Linked DNA regions of Sus scrofa: region 2 is linked to region 1. The links are chromatin contacts, called in public HiChIP or PLAC-seq maps. All regions are on one chromosome and are shown on one strand. The core of a region is the stretch at or near the end of the contact, and the rest is flanking DNA. Distances in the headings are between cores, read along the strand shown. Region 1 holds the start of ASPH (aspartyl/asparaginyl beta-hydroxylase). Region 2 overlaps ASPH (aspartyl/asparaginyl beta-hydroxylase).

Region 1 (3,360 bases), core at 457-2,956:
TTCTTTTAAGTATGACTACACTTAGCTGGTTTACTTTCTTGACACATATAAATACATTACTTGCAGACCTCAAGAAACAAAGAGTTGAAATCATTTCCAACAGGAAAGTTTACAGCTCACACTCAATACATATGTGTACTACAGTTTCAACATCCTAAATATGAGTCAAAGGAAGTATATAAGAAACCAAGAACCACTGAAATACGAGATGAAACATTTAAAACATCTGTCCTCTCTCTTTGCTGGGTCTGCACATGGAGGAGAAAGGTGAATATCCAACAGACTTTTTTTAAGAAGGGAGGACAAAAGGAAAAAATAGAAAAGGTCGCCCAGTATTCCATGGTATTCTATGACTCTCTAAAAGCAACTACAACGCACGTTAAGAAAGCGACATAAAGGCAAAAATATTTAAGCCAATGTTTAAGAACATTCAAACCATTCCCTCCCCATCCCCCGACACACCCCTGCAGCCCTCATAGAACATTCTCCTTTGAATTGTCCAGAAAGCTGCTGGTTTGGCACGAACTTATTTTCTCTGACTTTGGCCCATTTCCAAACTCCCAAAAATATGCAGAGCAAAGGCAAATTGTTTCTCCTATTCCCATCATCAATTCCACGACAAGCCAAGAAAGAGGAGATCAATATAATCTCTATCTCGGCTGCGCACTGCAGGTAGGACATCAGCTAGGAAGGGGCTACCCGACCCGACCAACCCGAGGCCGCGCACCCCACTGGGCCTGGCCCCTCGAACCAGCCCGCCAGGCCCACCCAGCGCGGCCTCCGCCCCGCGCCCACACGAGGAACGACACGGAGGATGGAGAAGACGCACGGCAGCATCTGGGGAGATGGATCCGCAGTGCCGCCGCCCGGGCCCCATCCCCAGGGCCGGCCCCGGCCCCCGGCCCCGGAGCGCCTCTGACCTCTCCGGGCCCCGGGGCTGCTGCTGCCGCCGCTGGTGCAGCTGCTCGGGCTGCTGGAGCTGCTGCTGCTGCTGTTGCCGCCGCCGCCTCCCTTGGCATTCTTGCGCGGGGCCATCATGCGCACCGCTGGAGCAGGCGAGGGGTGGGGGGCTCCCTCAGGGCGCGGGGGGCGCTGACGGCTGCTGGCGCTACAGCGGGTGCGGGCCGCGGCTTCTGCAGCGGCGTGGGTGTCTCAGCACCGCCCGCAGCGCCTCTGAGGACTTTCGCCCGCGTGCCTCCTGCGCGCGCCCGGCTCTCGCGCGCGCCGAACCAGTGTCTACCCTCCCCGCGCGAGAGCGCGCCCCGCTCCAGCTTGAGGCCACGCCCCTTCCCGGCTGAACTCCGCCCCCTCGCCACCAGCGGAAGGCAGAGTGACGAGCCAAGCAGCCAATCATAAAGGCTCCTATGACGGGGGCAGAACCGTATAGCGCTTCCCCGCCCCCTGCGGACTTAGAGCTGTTCTAGCGCGACTCGGCAGCCTGTGAGCGCAAGCCGCTTTCGGCTTTCCAGTCTGTCCTGGTCCTTTGGAACGTGGCAAACGTGGAAGGCGAGAGGGCTCTCGCGAGCGTTGGCGGACTCTGTACCATTGGGATGGGGCGGGGCGCAGAGGCGGGGCCGGCAACACGTGTGCAACGTCTGGACGGAGCCCACCGCCTCTAGGCCTTTCAGTGGGAATCCTGTTCACGTCCCACTTCCCTATACGCACGGATACCAAGGGATGCGATCCCCCTTCTTGTGAAAAAAAAAAAAAATGTGTTTCTTGTCAGTATTAATATTAAGACATTTCCGAAATGGTGATGCGAGGAGTATTTAATGCTTAAGCCATACGTAGTTGATTCATTCGATTTTAAAGCAGGACTTCATTTCGTTTGTGCCTTCAATATTTTCAGACAGCCTTAGTTAAGAGGTACAAATGCAAATGTAAAGCAAAAAGTTCATTTTCTTGCCCTGCAGGGCACTCTCTACCTGAAGTCTCTCCACGGGCCTGATGTCTACGTTCCTCTTGCCTTGGTGTCTCCAGCTGTGGTTCCCCCGTGCAGTCTCAGATTGCCTGGGTCTCCAAGTCCCCCTGAATTCCACACGTGGTCTTAAAAACATCTGGGTCCCTGGGATGAGCCAGACGGAGACTTGAGGTCAAAGACTGATCATCATCACCTTTGTGTCACCAATTGCCTGTACAATGCCTGGTGTGTAACAGAGAAGCCAAACATGTTTGGTGAGTTGATAGTTTTCTGGTAACTTCTTACTTCCCCCAGTTCTTGACCATGTTTCAGAGCACCTCCTGGGAGTGTCTCAAAAGGGCTGAGAACCCACACCGTTGCAAAGTGATACCTGCTTTTATTCCTCTTCTCCAGCCCTGCCACCCCCATTGGCAGGTCCCTGGCCCCACCAGCCTCTTCTGATTCACAGAAGCCCACCGAGGGTCACATTGCATAAGGAGGAAACTGCCTTTCTCTCCTTTTTGTGAAATAATGTTAGATAGTTATCAAGACAGAGCAGGGGCAGGGAAGTTCACAGAGTTTTTACTGAAGCAGCTCTTTCCATTTTTATCTTACAGTATCTCATTCTCCCTTCATTTTCTCCCATCCCAGGTCCCCTTACCGTTATTTCAATAGGGGGAGTAGTGGGGGAAGCATAGAAGATCTGGACTAAGAAATTAATCTAAGTAACAAAATTTAATAAAAAACAATAATGAGAACTAAACTGACAAAACAGTAATATTTGAACTCTTGAATTCTGTCAAAACCCTGTGGTTGTGTCCATTTTTTAGGGCTGAGGTAACTCAGGCCCAGAGAGGTTAAATAAAAGTCAGGTCACAGAGCTGGTAAGTAATGGAGCAGGGATATGAACTTGGTCCATCTGGCTCCAGAGTCTATGGTTCAAATTCTCCTTCCAGGACAAGGCTTGGTCTTGAGCAGAGACTGTCTCACCGGCTCCTCCTTCTCTGAGCAGAGGTCCCCCGGAAGCCCCCTTGGTACTACCTGCAAAGGTAAGTCTGAAAACACCTGATGGTGGTTACTTAGCAAGGTTCACCTCTTTAAGGAAATCAAGTTTCTTTGATAGCTGACTCCACAGTGTGATAAAGTGATGTTTTGCCCCTGCATTCCCAAAAAAACCAAATCTGGTAACATTGACAAGGTACATAACTGAGTATCTTAGGCAGTATCAGGGCAAAAATAGAGGCTTTGTAAATGCAGATCACAGGAAGTTAGAGGTTTCCTGACTTCCTCCTTCTAAGGCAAGGAAGCAGCTACAATGACATTTATACATTCAGTATTATAAAATAAAACTTATAACAATATTCATGACATTAGGTACTATCAGCTACATGCAGTTTAAAGGACTAAATTCCCTCTAGCTAAGTACTAGTATTATACATTTTTACATCTGTTTATACTTC
Region 2 (3,360 bases), core at 353-2,852, 47 kb before region 1:
TCAATACCAAACACCTCTCAGTACACTGTTATTCCAACCAGCCTGTACTTAGTGTCTCAGCCAACAGATGTTGCTACTTCTATAAATGGTCATACAAATGCTATTTTATACTCATGTACCAGCAAACTCTCCAAATCAGCATTCCAAGTTGCCCATCCATTTCCTGGGTCCACCAGGGCAGGAGATGTGGCGATTCCTGCTCACCTCCTGTAGGGGGCAGCACCACACACAATCTGTCACTACAACTAAGGTCTTGAAGTGCGGGCATAGGTCCAGAAGCCCTTTCACATATATTCCAGTTAAAAACTGTAGAACCCATTCTGGGTGTTTCTCAAAACCACAATCACACTCCACTTCCAGTAAGAGATATTTTTCCTCCTATTCTGTGATACTGTTCGCATCATGATCCATTCCTGAATCCCTTTCCCTTTCTCAGCTCAAGACAATTTGTTTCCATCAAATGAGACAGTCCATTTGAGAATGCCAATTTATTTTGGTTGGGATATCACTATTGCTATTCTCGGAGGAAAAATGGGTATTAGTATGTCTTACCACTGACTACATTAAAAACAGAAACGCAAATTAAATATTCCCTGTGACTACCTACATCTGACCAGGTGTATATAACCACAACCAGTGTGTGCACATGACAACTATTTTTCACAGATCAAGTCCAATTCTTTCCTAAACTCATTCCAAAACAGCATACCATCTTGTAGTACCAAATGCTGTCTTGGACCGCTCCCCAGTAAAGCTTATTTCGGTGAAATATCTAACTTATTCTTGTAATGCCAACTTTTAAGTACATAGGTATTATTATCCAACATGCAGAAGGAATTAGCATAAAGCATTAAAATACACTTTTAGTGATGCTAATGTCCCCTCCTGATTCTGCACATTCCTGACTGGCAGGCCAGGATTTTCCCTTAAAAGCACAATAGTGAGCATCGGGTTATCCCTTTGCTCCCAATCCCACTACAATGATATAGTCAAAAATATTGATATTGATATTGATAAAAAGGCTGAAGTTAACTTTTGTCACAAACAAGCCAATCTTAGACCAACATCAGAGGAATGACACGAGAAAGAAAAAAATAAGTACTTGATTTAAAACTTTTCCAGTTTGGGCATAAATCCCTAAAGTGATACAAATTAACAATGTGCAATGTACTATATAAAATTCCAAAGTATCCATTTAAGCTGCCTTTTCTGAACCTAACGAATACAGTCAATAATTTTTCAATATTTTTGACATGACAAAGCCTACTGGAACAAGTCATCTAAATCACAATGATATTGAGTCTTTGAAGGGAAGAGTAGAAATGTGAAAGATAGCACAGCACTTGGAAAACAGAAGGAGCCCCTAAGTAACAAAGAAGGAGGTAAGAGTCAAGAAAATGCAGGAAATAAATGAATGAATCAATGAATGAAATAGAAAATGCAGGATTCTAAAAGTCAAAGCAGTAGTTGGAAGAAGGAAGGAAGGCAAGCATGAACAAGGCCTTAGGATTTGCACTGGTCCTGTCCCGTAAGTAAGGTTCTTCGTTTTTTGAAGCCAGAAGCAGGAAGTGCAGCCACGGAGCAAAGGTCAGGTTCCGAAAAAAATGACCAATGAGAGAGGAAACAATGATTCAAAAAACTGCTCAGAGTACAGAAATGCCACGCAGGGTAGAGAGACGATAATAGAACCCAGGCCAGAGTTGACTCTCTTGGTAAAGGAGAAAACAAAACCAGTTGTGCAGAGGAGGGAAGATGAGGGAGCGTGGCAAGGTTCTGACCTCCTACGAAAGACTGTAACTGTCACAGAACAGGGAGCACCTCCCAGAGGCTGAATTCAGGTGAGGTCAGACTCGATCTCTTTCTGACCACAGTGTGAAGCCCTGGGGTGGAGAAGAGCTTGGCAGTGATCTCTGATGGGTGACAGCATGTAGAGGGGAAAACAAAACAAAACAAAGAAAAGTTCAAGTTTGGGGGGACATTACAGAAGTAGCAGCCTCCATGTGTGAGGCTTTACTTTCATATACGATCTAATTCTAGACAGACTTAAGTTTTTATCCTTCCCATCTGCGGCAGATGGGATTTGCATGCTCCCTACAACACTGCCCCAAATCAACAAGGGTACCCTGTCTCTCTCCTTTTCTCTTTATTACCATAGCCAAAACCCAAGAGGAAAAAATAAGAGTGATTCCAGCAGATAATAAAATTCATGACAATACAATAATTCCTTAAAAATAATTTCCAAGTACTAAGGAGAAAATTACATCAATTAGCATCTGAAAAGGAGGCATCTTGGGACTCTGTGATCCATCTGGATAAAAGTTGTTTTTATCCACAGAATACATTCCAATCGAAGGCAGTCATCAGAGAAGTATTAGCATGTGGCCACAGGCAAAGAGAATAGTAAAAACAATAACATAAAATCACCCCCATAAAATTTACTTCTTTTTTGCCCTGTATGCTTATTCTGATGGATTAAGGCCCTCAGTGCTAAAGCTCTTGACTGTTTGAGAATTCTTTTTTTTTTTTTTTTTTTTTTTGTCCTTTTCTCCTTTTAGGGCCTCACCTGCAGCATGTGGAGTTTCCTAGGCCAGGGGTACAATTGGAGCTACAGCTGCCCACCTACGCCAGAGCCACAGCAATGCCAGATCCGAGCCACGTCTTCGACCTACAGCACAGCTTACGGCAACGCCAGATCCCCAACCCACCAAGTGAGGCCAGGGATCAAACCCGCAACCTCATGGTTCCTAGTTGGATTCGTTTCCACTGTGCCATGACAGGAACTCCTATTTGAGAATTCTTACACAGAAATTTGCAAAAGCACGTCCTCCCTTAGACCCTGAAGGAGTTGCTTAAAGGCAGTTAATGTTATTTTGGCAACTGCCTCAGAGCCCCTATCCCACACACATTTTCAAAGTGAAATGTTCTGGATGAAATGGAAATCCTGAATCCTGAGGCCAGTGGTTGGACCTGCCGTCCCACCACAATTTTAGGAGCCTGGCTCCCATTACAGAAACCCAAGGAGAAACTGCAGGCTTTCAGGGACTGGGTCACAGAACTGGCCAGCGGGGTTCCATGTCGGGCTTAGGTCATCCCCGTCTCGCCATCGTCCTTGGTGAGACCAGTGATCTTCCTTCCGCCCGTCTGAAACATCATAATTTATTTCAACATTGACTAAAGATGAAGCCCCAAATGCTTCAGAGAAGATTCTGTGAGCTAGGCCGGCTCTGCCTTAGGATGTCTAGTTTTGGTAAAATGCAGCCAAGACACTACATCCCTTTCCTTTTTATTTTTAAATAGAAGGTGTAATAATATGATCACAGACATGTTTGAACAAAAAGAAGCTACAAACCTTCCAACATT

Evidence for each region. HiChIP or PLAC-seq counts read pairs in DNA pulled down with a chosen protein or histone mark.
Region 2: a contact with region 1 is called in an H3K27ac HiChIP or PLAC-seq map of alveolar macrophages. The contact joins the enhancer-like site here to the promoter of ASPH in region 1. A contact is called at or near these places in 1 of 5 promoter capture datasets (liver), 15 of 47 Hi-C or Micro-C datasets (adipocytes, blood, embryonic fibroblasts and 6 more) and 2 of 2 datasets of contacts at active chromatin or transcription factors (alveolar macrophages and skeletal muscle).

The regions. Positions count from the first base shown.
Region 1 is chr4:71,901,237-71,904,596 of Sscrofa11.1, reverse strand. It overlaps ASPH (aspartyl/asparaginyl beta-hydroxylase), which reads right to left and starts at 1,706. Exons shown (of 24, transcript XM_021089332.1): 1 at 921-1,706. The coding sequence starts at 1,038. It overlaps LOC102158507 (a long non-coding RNA gene), which reads left to right and starts at 601. Exons shown (of 3, transcript XR_002343299.1): 1 at 601-672; 2 at 1,914-2,175; 3 at 2,857-3,360.
Region 2 is chr4:71,948,278-71,951,637 of Sscrofa11.1, reverse strand. The region is part of intron 4 of ASPH (aspartyl/asparaginyl beta-hydroxylase); the gene reads right to left. Among named protein-coding and RNA genes, the nearest start is that of ASPH, 47 kb to the right of the region's middle. Within about 2 kb of position 1,602, at least 6 of the 83 cell types and tissues checked have an H3K27ac peak or open chromatin away from gene starts, as enhancers often do. A contact at or near this core is called in alveolar macrophages and retroperitoneal adipose tissue, where this site is marked.